Linked DNA regions of Sus scrofa: all the other regions are linked to region 2. A link is a contact called in public HiChIP or PLAC-seq data. All regions are on one chromosome and are shown on one strand. Each heading gives the region's core, a stretch centred on a gene start, on an enhancer-like site or on the middle of the called end of the contact. The rest is flanking DNA. Distances are from core to core; before and after follow the strand shown. Region 1 holds the start of PUS10 (putative tRNA pseudouridine synthase Pus10). Region 2 holds the start of COMMD1 (COMM domain-containing protein 1). Region 3 holds the start of C3H2orf74.

Region 1 (4,142 bases), core at 1,018-3,517, 880 kb after region 2:
ATATATATATATATATATATATATATACACTAAATAATAATACATATATATACATGTATTGTAACCACAACCTAGGTACTAAAGTATAAAAACTTTGTGTATACTAAAAACCAAACAGGTTTAGTAGTTACTGCAGGAAAAAAATGATAAGGTTTAACTGGTCCAATTTTTATTTTTTTAAAAAACTGAAGTAAATCTGGCAAAATGTTAATATCTCTTTAAGCTGGGAGCAAATACACAAGTATTCATCATTTTACTCTCTACCAGTCTCTACATATTTAAAATAATTCATATTTCTTAGAAAGTGGAAAAATGGTTAATTTAACATAAACAGAACTCTAACAGATGCAATAAAATCTCTCTCTTCCAAAGGCCAGTCCAAATTTTTTTAAAAAGTCAAACCACTTATTAAAAAAAAGGTAGCAGAAAGTGTCACTCCAGCTTAACAGCATAATTGAAGGTTATTACTTGTTACGTACTTATTGAGTAAAGCAGCAACTGTGTTCAAGCATCTTAACAAAAGATTACAAGTTTTTTTTTTTTTTTTTTTTTGGTCTTTTTGCCATTTCTAGGGCTGCACTCGCGGTATGTGGAGGTTCCCAGGCTAGGGGTCTAATCGGAGCTATAGCCAAAGGCCTACGCCAGAGCCACAGCAACGTGGGATCCCAGCCGCGTCTGCAACCTACACCACAGCTCACTGCAACGCCGAACCTAGTCGGATTCGTTAATCACTGAGCCACGACGGGAACTCGGAGATTACAAGTTTTTTGTTCGTTTTGCTTTTTAGGGCAGCACCTGCGGCAAATGCTAGTTCCCAGGCCAGGGGTGGAATCAGAGCTGCAGCTGCTCGCCATAGCCACCGCCACAGCAACACAGAATCCAAGAGGCATCTGCGACCTACTGCTCACTGCAACGCAGGATCCTTAACCCACTGATCGGGGCCAGGGATCGAACTAGCATCCTCGCGGATACTAGTCGGGCTCCTAAGCGCTGAGCGAAAAGATTACGAGATTTTAAAACATAGCAGAAATACATTCCAGTGCGTTGGGAATTTGGGGTGGGTGGGGGTGTGAAGGAGAAAATAATAGTTTTATTGCTTTGTCACAGCTAACCCATGTCCTCAAAAAGCTGTGTCCCCCTGTTGGGGATTTTTATTTAGGTAAACCTACCACAGTAGGGATTTGACATTCGAGTTTTTCTTCCTTGAATTAAGATGTCCAGATCTACTCAACACAAAACACACAAGGCTGTGAAATTTCCTCTTTTATTCTATTTTAACTTTTTTTGAGCTGTAAATCTATTTAACATTGATTACAACAAAACAATATCTCACAGGCTTAGAAAAATCACACTCTATCTAGCACACAAAGGCCACTCATAGGCCTCAGTTCTCAACTCCTGCTTTAAAGTTGCTTTTCCAAAACTTCATTGCTTTACGTAAGCTGGAAAAGAATGCACTGTGTATAGGCTTGAGCTCCAGTTGCGTTAAATGTGACCTGCTGACTTTTCACCAACTTGAGAAATGGTTAAAGGCTTGAGACTTTGTTCCCTATCAAACCGGGGCTGGGCAAATGCCTCTCTGAGCAGCTACGAACCGAAAGTCTAACTCTTTAAGGGGAAGAAGGGTAGGGGTGGCGGAGGTAGAAGAGTCAAACAGTTCCGTCAGAGTGTCCCGCAAACAGAAGAAACAGCCGCACCGTTTCTTCCAAGCCCCGGGACCCAGAAGCCCCCTGGAAAACGTCGCTACCGAAAACCGCCGAGCCAGAAGCAACTATCCGACACTGAAATTCCCGTTGCTGGCGCCCCGGCAGCACCTCGACCCGCTTAAGGCTGGGGGGCGGGGTGGGGACTGGATGAGAGGGGGAGGGGACACCTCACCCCTAATAACGGCCTCAACCGCCCCTTACCAAGTGCCCGCTCCGGCCCACAAAACTCGTGGCCAGAAGAATCAAACACTCACTGGAAAGTGGGGCCAGGTCCCGGTCCCGGCCCGGCCCCCGGAATCCGGCGGGTCTCCCAGGGTTTAGGGGGAGGAGGCGGCTGGGACGCCATCTCCACCTCCTCTCGGCTGCCGCTCTGCACTGGGCTCTGAGCCGGGACTCTCCAGGCCCGGGGACACCATCCGTTTGCGCGCAAGGCACAACTTGCAGAGCGCGGAACCCTCCACCCGGCCTGTCTCTGCAGTCAGGTTGTGACTTGTGGAGCTTTGCGGCTGGGACTACAGTCTATTAGGATACCACTAATCCAGGGGAAGAAATGCTCTCTTTTTCTTTGACCTAGAAGGATTTCCATTCTAAACCCGATGAGGGTAGGAGCTTATCGATACTTCTGGCAGCGGCTACAGTATCCTAGACATCGGAGTCCCACGGAAGCTTATTTGGGACAAGTCCGGCTCCAGCCGGGAATAGTGCCCCACGCATTCCTGTCCCCGCGGGGCGGGGGGGGGGGTGCCGGTCTGTGTGGCAGCTCGACTGATTTCCCTGCAAACAGGTAGGGGAGACTCCACTCAGTCCTCGAGTTAGCAGCTGGTACTTTCTTTCTAAAGCTCATGTTTCCTCGGGGAACAGAATTGCTAGACGCAATTGGTGCGTTGTCTTTAGTCCTCCCCGTTCCCACTGGAGGGCTGGAAGGGGTTAAATCTCAGGCTCCGGCGTCGTGGGAGAAGGTGAGGTGGGGAGATTTGAAGTGAGGGGGTGCGGACAGGGTTCTGGAGAGGTGTGGATGGAGGAGATCGTTTCCCACCAGCTGCAGAAGCTTTGGTAGCAGGGCGGTGAGTCGGAAGTTTCTTGGACCTGACTTAAGGGGAGCAAGGCTTGCTTGGTTGGCCACAGGAAAGACTCGAGGTTAGATTTGGGGATGAACTTTCCAGAAATCTAGAGTGGATTCCACTGCTGAGTGTTTATCAGTGGCGCAATGAAGTTAGGAGTGCCTCCTTTGGAAATCCACACTCCACCCCCACCCCACAAGAAGAATGACCCCCTTCTGTATGGAAATAAGTTCGAAAAGATTACAGGATTAGACTCAGCCTGGTTATTTTGCTGCCTCCTTGACTGCAGTAGTTTCTGTAATCGTGTGAGAAAGGAAAATCCATCCTTTCCTCTGGTAAACTAGAGACGGGGCCATTGGTTTGTGGAGAGGGACTCCATCCCCGTAGGGATCTTAACACGTGGGAGAGGTTCTTTTGCAATGAGAAGTTCCAGTTCTTTGTGTAAACATGTAAACGAAAAGCAAACATTTTAAAGGTAACCAACAGCGAAAACCTTACAGTATGGGGTATATTTCTCAGGGCTTGCTTTCAAAGATAATAAATCTAATATGGAACAACTGATTTCTGATGTCTTATAAAAGCCTGTCATTTCAGTGCAGTACATCAAGGTGAAACTGCCTTAAGGCATAAAGTATTTTCTCCTAATAATGTTAACTTTCTTGAAAAGTCGCTAGATTGTTGCTACGCGAAAATGATCTTGAGAGGTTTATAAGTTTCATTATTAACACATATGGAGGAGGGTTTTGTTTTTTTAAAACCTCTTGCAGTTAGTTACTCAAGGTTTTGTAATTCTGAACAGGTTTGGGAACTTTTCAGAGCCAAGAGATTGCACTGTGTCATTTACTGACTGTCGTGATACCTTTAATCTAGTGAACTACAGGAGAAACGTTGTCTTTAAAGGAAAGGCCCAGCAAGGGGAGGGGGAAGTATACATTTTAATACAACTATTTAACTTAAGTCTCCAGGGAAATCTTTGATACAAATTGCCCTTTTTAAGCACTCACTCATGGATTTATTTATTGGTCAGTAGGATTTATTTGTTTCTCTGTGTTGAAGGTTAATTCTCAATTAAATGAAATCCTTGACCTTAGCTAATGGAAAGGAGATAATTTTTTTTCATTTTTAAAAGTTTTATTGCAGTATAGTTTATTTACAACGGGAGAAGATAATTTAAAGGGAGTGACAGAACAATTTCTCTGTGAGGAGAATGCAATCAGGGATACGTTTTAAATGCTGATTATCATCTCCTCAAAGAATCCTAATCCCTTCTCAGCATCAAACTAGCTGACTGGGCTGGGGGAAGGGATTCAGATTCATATGTAAATAATAATGATCACAGAGCTTCCTTATGTAGAGGTTGCTCTCCACATATTCT
Region 2 (4,420 bases), core at 679-3,178:
CTAATACACTGGAGGCCCACAAAAATAATTTTAACACATTATCTCTTGAGGACACTTCATTACCAAATTCGCTCCTGTGACTAGTTCTTAGTCTAAACCATCGTCCAATACAGTAGCCATTAGTGACAAGTGACTATTGAGCACTTGAAATGTGACTAGTCCAAATTGATATGCGCTTTAAGTGTAAAATACATACCACGTTTCAAAGACTTAGTGAAAAAATAATATAAAATATCTTATGAATGCTTTATGTACTGATTACATGTGAAAAAGTAATACTTTGGATATTAAGATTAAATAAAATATTAAAACTAATTTCATCTTTTTCTCTCTCCTTTTTTTTTTTTTTTTTTTTTTTTTTGTCTTTTGTGCTTTTTTTTTTTTTAAGGCAGTACCCAAGGCATATGGCAGTTCCCAGGCCAGGGGAAGAACTGGAGCTGTAGCTGCCGCCCTACACCACAGCCACAGCAATGCGGGATCCAAGCCGAATCTGCAACCTACACCACAGCTCACAGCAACGCCGAATCCTTACCCCACTGAGCAAGGCCAGAGACTGAACCCAAATCTTCATGGATACTAGTCAGGTTCGTTAACCACTGAGCCACAATGGGAACTCTTCTTCTTCTTTAACGTGGCTACTAGAAAATGTAAAAGTCTGTGTTTGGCTCTTGTAACAGAGCTAGTGCCCTGTGGGGCTCCTAGCACACAAGTCTTTCTGTGTCCTCCATTTCTTGTTTTTAGGGAATAAGCCTCAGCCTCCAAGATCTTCCCTGAGTTCCAAAGAGCAGCTGCTAATCAGGGAAGGGAGGTGGATGTAGAGACCAGGGAGGAGCAGCAAAGCCATGGGGCAGGGTCCTGGTTCCATCTCAAGGAATATACATAACAATATCTCTGAGCCTGTCTGTACAATTAAAATCTCCAACGAATGGAAGAACTTCCTGATGAAGCTTTCTTCATTCCGGGTAAGAAGGCGGCCCACCAGAACCAGTCCTGAGGCCACAAAACACCAGCTTTGAGAAGCAATGCAAGCTTGCCTCTTGCCTGATCCTTATCTACAGCCCTAATTCCACTCCCCAAACTATAAAACCACCTAAACCCCTGGCTGGGGGAGGGAGGGGGCTTTTGCCTGGCAAAGCAATAAAGCAATCTTTTTCTCCTTTACCCAAAACTCTGTCTCTGCGTTTCAATTCAGCACCAACAGACAGAAATCAAATTTCTGCAACACACTCATTACATTTCTGTTGGACAGGCTGAGCTACGCTTTGACTTCATGATGGTGACGTGCTCCCTTAACCAACCAGTGGACTGCAGTTTAGGGGATCACCCAACTAATCCATCCCTTGTCCCGGTATACATTTGCTCGCTTGTTTAACACTCAAACACTTCCATGACCCGGTAAAACTGATGGCCTGATCGCTCTTAATGTTAAAAAGTATGCAGTGCACAGATCTACCAAGACAACTCAAAATCGTTCGTGACCTACACGACGGTAGATAACTGTATGGAGAAAAAAACCTGAGTCCTCTCCCCGGCTGTCAGTCGGCACTGGTGGGGGGAGCCCTCATTAAGTGAGAGGAGGCGACAGGGCGAGCGCCTGGGATATGAAGGAGCGTAAAGTGCAACATAAGCAGTAGCGGTCTGAGGAGGGAAGCCTTTCAGCTTCTGGGGGGACGAGTCTGAGGGCGGCGGGGACAAGGCAGGACTCCGTGGCGGAGGCTGCAGGGAGGAACGGTACCTTAAGGATCCCCCTCATCTTCGCCAGAAAGGGGCGGAACTCCTCAGGTGGCATCTCTGGATAGAGCTGGCTCCGCAGCAGCTCCTCTGTGATGCCTGGGTGCCCGTGGAAAGCGTCCTGGGCCAGGCCGCTCAGCAGCCCGCTGAGGGGTTTGGAGCCCTCCAGCTCGCCGGCCATGGTTAGCGGAGGCCCCGCCCCCTAACGGCTAAACGCAGCCCCCCCCCCCACCCCACACACACACATACACACGGCGGCCGAGATGGGCCTAAACAGCTGGGCAAAAACGCGCGAGGAAAGTGGCGGTGGAGTTCCAGCAGGGGGCGGTGCTGGCAGCTCCCAGCTTTACAAAACCCAAGCCTTGGGTTGACACGACGGAGCTTTCAGATCTACTTGGTTCCGCTTGGCTCACTTTGTTTCCTCTGATTTCCATCATCACTCCAGAAATTATTCACAGGAAAGACCATTTGATGGAGATCACCTGAGAAGGATTAGTATTGACTGCAGGGGCAGTTTTAATTTTTGGATGGCTGTTTCTGAATCAGGCTTGACTAATCCAATAACTGTAGGATCCATCACACAAATCTGATCTCTCCCTAATACTTACCTGGGCACCTTTTGTCCAAGAAAATTTAACTATACCCTAAATTTAACATGTTTGCTTGTGTTGTTAATTGCCTTTTTGCATACATATGCCTTGTCTTCCCAGCTAGAGCAGTGACTCTGAACCAATGCTCCTTTTACTATCCTTAAATGAAGTGCATGGATAACATAACTTCTTTCTCGTGTAATTAAAAAAAAATCAATATATTATTCACTAGTAAAAGAATGAGTTTCTGATACAGACTACCTCATAGATGAGCTTTAAAAGCTTGCTAAGTAGGAGTTCCCGTCGTGCCGCAGTGGTTAACGAATCCGACTAGGAACCATGAGGTTGCCCATGAGGTTGCGGGTTCGGTCCCTGCCCTTGCTCAGTGGGTTAACGATCTGGCGTTGCCGTGAGCTGTGGTGTAGGTTGCAGACGCGGCTCGGATCCCGCGTTGCTGTGGCTCTGGCGTAGGCTGGTGGCTACAGCTCCGATTCAACCCCTGGCCTGGGAACCTCCATATGCCGCGGGAGCGGCCCAGGAAGTAGCAACAACAACAAAAAGAAAGACAAAAAAAAAAAAGCTTGCTAAGTAAAAAACAAACACAAAAAGACAGATATTGTATAATGATCCCATTTATATGAAATGTCCAGAATAGGCAAATCCATAAAGATAGAAAGTAGGTTGGTTTTCTGGGGTGTTTTGTTTTGTTTTGTTTCCTTTTTAGGGCGCACCCTCTGCATATGGAGATTCCCAGGCTAGGGGTCCAATCGGAGCTACAGCTGCCAGCCTACATACACCACAGCCTCAGCATCAGATCCAAGCCGCATCTTCGACCTACACCACAGCTCAGGGCAACACAGGATTCTTAACCCACTGAGTGAGGCCAGAGATCAAACCCACAACCTCATGGTTCCTAATCAGATTCGTTTCCACTGCGCCAAGACGGAACTCCAAAAGTAGATTTTTTTTAAAGAATCATTGGCTTGCCTTTAATTATATTTAACCCTTATGCTTTTACAAGGCAAAGGTGTAGAGGAATAATTTAAAAAAAAAAACTTTCAACAATCAAATTTTGGGTTTTTTGTTTTTGTTTTTGTTTTTTGTCTTTTTAGGGCCGAACCTGCAGCTTATGGAGGTTCCCAGCATAGGGGTCTAATCGGAGCTGTTGCTGCCAGCCTATGCCACAGCCACAGCAACACGGGATCTGAGCCGCGTCTGCGACCTACACCAGAGCTCATGGCAACACCAGATCCTTAGCCCACTGAGCAAGGCCAGGGATCGAACCCAAAACCTCGTGGTTCCTAGTCGGATTCGTTTTAGCTTCACCACAGCAAGAACTTCCCAACAGTCAAATTTTGAAAACGAACTTTTATATGCCAAGGGTGCAGCCACAAAAATAAATAATAAGAAGATAGCAGTTTATAACATTATGCATTTCAATATGTAAATGTTCGATTTCAGGCTCAGACAATAATAAATAAGTAGGTAAAGTAGATTTATCACTTACATGAATGTTCCCTGCATGGCAAGATGTCTTATATCCCCAGTGCTTGTCCAGCCTGGGCCATTCCTCCCCCTCCATTATTGTCACAACTGAAATACCCCTTTCAAAGTAATGCCACCCCATTGAGAATAACTGATCTAGACTACTTTAATATTTATCCAGCATTTTCCTTGTCCACCTTCAATAGAGGTTTCTGTCACTTCAGTGATTTCTAAGAGCTCTTTATACATTAGTAGTACAAATGTTTGTAACTTAAATTGCAATATTTTCCTCAGGTTAATATAGTTTAATCTATCAACCTGCCTAGAGAAAATCTGGAAAGTTATCCACCAACATGGTTACAGAGTGGTGTACTTCTGAGTAATTGTGGATCTTTTATTTGCTTCTTTCTGCTTATCTGATTTTTCTGATTTCCTACAATGTACATGTAATACTGTTGTATTATAAAAAGTTATTCAGTGAAGAAGTTCCCATCGTGGCTCAGAAGTTAATGAACCCGACCAGCATCCATGAGAACTCGGGTTCGGTCCCTGGCCTCAATCAATGGGTTAAGACTCTGGCGTGGCCGTGAACTGTGGTATAGGTCGCAGAACAT
Region 3 (4,245 bases), core at 1,226-3,725, 740 kb after region 2:
TAAGCTGCACTATAGAGAGGCGCCCAGACGGAAAAGCCCGGGGCGGGGCGAGGGAATCTATTGTTTACAAAGAGAGAAGAAGATGCTCTGACTTCTCAGTTTGGTTGACGCGATGAAGAGTTAAACCTTATCGGAAGATGCCATCCACTCCGAAAAAGGTGCTGCACCAGTCATGTTTCTGCATTTTGTGAGACTTTTTTGAAAGCTCCTAGAGACAATGCCCAGCATTTTAAAACTAAATCCTGGAGAGGTGGTTCTGGAAGTCTGAGGACTGTTTTCTCCAACCAAGAGCTATAATGTTGGCTCTACTCTCCCCTCCTTGAAAAACATCTTATGCTCAGTCTCTGATTATCTGTGATTTGAAAAGAAGAGTTTCTTTGGGAACCAGTGAATTTTTTAAATGAGTTCTGCCAAACATTACCTTAATATTTTAAATTTCCCTTTCTAAATAAATAGACTTCAATGTCAAATAGTACCTGGTAAAAAGGTGTGATGGAGATTGGCTGAGGCAAATACATCTTGAAAACACGGTTCTTCCTACCATTTCAGAAGCTGCCCATACCTTGTGAGATGCTTCATCAAAGTTCTTGCACAACTGTGGCATTCCTATTTGGAGCCAGATGGATGGGGAGACCTGTCCCTAAACTAATGTACCCTACGTCCAGGTCTTTATTAGTAATGTTCACTATAAAATGGGCACAGAGTGCTTGACCACTGTGAGAGAAAATTCTTTAAGAGCAACTTTGGGTCAGATTTCTGCATTAGAGTTAGAAATTTTTTTATTGACCTTGCCCAAGGCATGTGGGAGTTCCTAGGCCAGGGATTGGAACCGAGCTGCACTTGCGGCCTGTGCCACATCTATAGCAATGCCCTATCCTTAACTTCCTAGAATTTCTTTTTATTTTGTCCTGAAGCTTGTAACTGCTTCTTAGTCTTGGTGTTTATTTGGACTTACCAGTGTGGATATTGTTGATGGCCTTTGTAAAAGTATTTTCAATGGCGTGGCGACAGGGGTGCAAGGAGGGTGGATTTTAAGAGTGAATAGAGGTCAGTAGAAAAAGCATGTATATATCAGTGGTCTTCAAACTAGGGAACCCAAAGACTTTTCAAGGGATCAAATTTCAAGTCCTCCATTTAAGATAAACTCTTTTCTAAAGGTGCATTTTCCTAAAAATGCTCTTCCCAAGAGCAAGTCTTTGTTGTGGGCACAGCCTCTCCTTTCTCACTTCAGCTTTCAGTCACCCTTTTCCCTTTTTACAAGAGAAAGGTATGTATCTCCTCTGGCTATAACAACAGCACATCTCTCTGGGGTGTAAAATGTCCAGGGATGACACAGCACAGTGACAATTCAAGACATGGACATCAAGTTGAGAAAGCAGTAGCTCCAAGAAATTATCTTGAAAGTCAGATGTTTTCATATTCTTTCAATCAAATTGAGAAAGATGATAGATAATAATGTGATGATAGTACACAGTAATTTTTGGCATTAATTTAGGAGTCCAAAGAAATAACTGATACTGCTGTAATAGAATTTCTTCTTTTTTTTTTCTTCTGACTCAGTAAGGTGAACAAGTTTTTATAATAAAAAATTGAAATAAAATTGATGCTGAGTCCCAACCTTTTTGAGCTATCCTCAAAAATATAAGCCAATTGAAAAAAATCTACTCATTTCATTGACAGCATTTCCATAAAATGTTACTTCAATGTGATTTTGATCTTTTATGTTTGAATAATTACAATAAATCCACAAGACACGTTATCTTTTAGAGCCTTCTGGTCATGGGAAATGTAAACATTTTAATTTCATATACACTTTTTCCAAAGAAGTATGATAGGTAAACAAAAGACTTTGAAGATATATCAGGATAAAATTCTGTGGGGGAAGTGAATTAGAACTAGAGCTAACTTAAACAAAGGAGTGATGTACAATTTGTGTGCTAAAGATAAGCTTTTTAAATTGCTTTTGGTTTTTTAGTGAATGATGAATATCATATTTAGATGTACTGGATATTTTAAAGATTGATGTGGCAATGTTAAAACACCAACGTTTACATTATTCTGGAAATCACAGCCTTTGCAACTATGTAAACAATATGAAAAAATGTAAATGTTAAACTAAAAACATGCCAAAGGGGTACATAACTTTACAAAATTCTTCTAGGGTGTTGTAGGCAAAAAACTCTGAAGATCACTGCTGAGGAAAAATTCAGTTTTTGCTGAGAGGGAGAATAGAGAAACAGGATAGTGGCTGAAGGGTAAATGTTGGGTCAAGAGGGATGATTTAAAGTATGAGCTGAGGTGTTTCTAAGCTGACGAGAGTATAGGGGAGGAAAAATTCTTCTCTACCCTCATAGGGTCTCCAGCTGGGCCTTAGAATTTAACTGGCATTAAGAAATATTAGCAGGAGGAAAAAAAACAAAAAAAAACAAAAAACTGCTGGAGTTTCCGTCGTGGCGCAGTGGTTAACGAATCCGACTAGGAACCATGAGGTTGCGGGTTCGGTCCCTGCCCTTGCTCAGTGGGTTAACGATCCGGCGTTGCTGTGAGCTGTGGTGTAGGTTGCAGACGCGGCTCGGATCCCGCGTTGCTGTGGCTCTGGCGTAGGCCGGTGGCTACAGCTCCGATTCAACCCCTAGCCTGGGAACCTCCATATGCCGAGGAAGTGGCCCAAGAGATAACAACAACAACAACAAAAGACAAAAGACAAAAAAAAAAAAAAAAAAAATATTAGCAGGAGGAAGGCATACATATACATGGGACCATCACAAGAGAATGAAGATCCAAAGGAGTGACTAGATTAGAAAGCATTTATACCTTTTAGACAAAGAAACAATAAACTTATGAAGAAATGACAAGGCAAAGGGGTCTGGTCTAGGCACAGTAAATTATGGAAAGGTGGCTACAAGATAGATGAGGGCAGGGCAAAACAGATGAGTTATTTCAGTAAGTTTGTATATAGCGATCCACTTCAGCATCTATTCCCAGCCTATAGTGATAAGGGTTTTCTTCTCTTCCTGGTACAGGGAAGGCACATTTCTCATGGTAAATTTTATGGCCTGTTTTTCCAAACAATTGCTTAATTAGCCAAAAGTCCTTTTAGCAAGAAGCCCATCATTTCCCACTTGCAGAACACTCTTCCACAAACTGCCCAGATATTCCAGGGATGATGAGTTCTGTTTTTATTTTTATTTTTGTATTTTTGCTTTTTAGGCCACACCCATGGCATAAGGAAGTTCCCAGGCTAGGGGTCAAATCAGAGCTGTAGCCGCCAGGCTATGACCATGGCCCCAAAAATGTGGGATCTGTTAGGATGTATTTGCTTGCAAGTAACAGGAAATCCAATTCAACTGCCTGAAACAATAAAAGAATCACATTTTCTCACAAAAAGCCCTGAAAAGTCATTTAGCCAAAAAGTTACCCAAGCCCAAGACTTTAAGTTGTTCTCCTCTTCCATCTCTCAGTGTAGCAGCTTGGTTCTCTCTTGGTTCCACTCATGACTACAATGCAGTTTTAGCAACTCCAATCTTAATGTTCTGATATTACAACATCCAAAGGCCTGAAAGGGAAGAAAAGTACATCCCTTACTCATGCCTAGTTTTAAACATCGGGGAAATTTCCCAGAAGCTCCACAGTGGACTTTTCCTCACCTTTCATTATTCATAATCACATGGTCATTCTTAAATGAATCACTGGTAAGGGAACTTGACTCACCATTACTAGCCTGGACTAATCGAAATTCATCTTCTAGAAGTTTCCGTTGTGGCTCAGGGGAAACAAACCTGACTAGTACATGAGGTCAAAGGTTCCATCCCTACCCTTGATCAGTGGGTTAAGGCCAGCTTCCCTTGAAAGCATTTCACCGCTTAATACCTGAACAAAAGTTGAATTCTATTTAGCAAATGGGAAAAAAAGCAACCAACATTATCTAGCACACAATGCTCCTTAGTTTAATTGAATAATCTTTAAAGATTTCTTTAAATATATCTGTGTTCCAGTGTATGTGAAAATTAAAAGAATGCATTTTAGGAGTTCCCGTCGTGGCGCAGTGGTTAACGAATCTGACTAGGAACCATGAGGTTGCGGGTTTAGTCCCTGCCCTTGCTCAGTGGGTTAAGGATCCAGCGTTGTCGTGAGCTGTGGTGTATGTTTCAGATGCGGCTCGGATCCTGCGTTGCTGTGGCTCTGGTGTAGGCCAGTGGCTACAGCTCTAATTCGACCCCTAACCTGGGAACCTCCATATGCCGC

Evidence for each region. HiChIP or PLAC-seq counts read pairs in DNA pulled down with a chosen protein or histone mark.
Region 1: an H3K27ac HiChIP or PLAC-seq map of skeletal muscle shows a contact between it and region 2, with 9 times the contacts expected there. The contact joins the promoter of PUS10 here to the promoter of COMMD1 in region 2. A contact is called at or near these places in 1 of 47 Hi-C or Micro-C datasets (heart right ventricle) and 2 of 2 datasets of contacts at active chromatin or transcription factors (alveolar macrophages and skeletal muscle).
Region 3: a contact with region 2 is called in an H3K27ac HiChIP or PLAC-seq map of alveolar macrophages. The contact joins the promoter of C3H2orf74 here to the promoter of COMMD1 in region 2. A contact is called at or near these places in 1 of 5 promoter capture datasets (fetal liver), 4 of 47 Hi-C or Micro-C datasets (embryonic fibroblasts, fetal skeletal muscle, heart right ventricle and 1 more) and 1 of 2 datasets of contacts at active chromatin or transcription factors (alveolar macrophages).

The regions. Positions count from the first base shown.
Region 1 is chr3:80,788,977-80,793,118 of Sscrofa11.1, forward strand. It overlaps PUS10 (putative tRNA pseudouridine synthase Pus10), which reads left to right and starts at 2,268. Exons shown (of 19, transcript XM_021087518.1): 1 at 2,268-2,490. The coding sequence starts at 2,303. It overlaps PEX13 (peroxisome biogenesis factor 13), which reads right to left and starts at 2,131. Exons shown (of 4, transcript XM_003481205.4): 1 at 1,961-2,131. The coding sequence starts at 2,052.
Region 2 is chr3:79,912,041-79,916,460 of Sscrofa11.1, forward strand. It overlaps COMMD1 (COMM domain-containing protein 1), which reads right to left and starts at 1,929. Exons shown (of 3, transcript XM_021087480.1): 1 at 1,736-1,929. The coding sequence starts at 1,912.
Region 3 is chr3:80,648,609-80,652,853 of Sscrofa11.1, forward strand. C3H2orf74 reads right to left here and starts at 2,476. Exons shown (of 4, transcript XM_021087505.1): 1 at 1-2,476.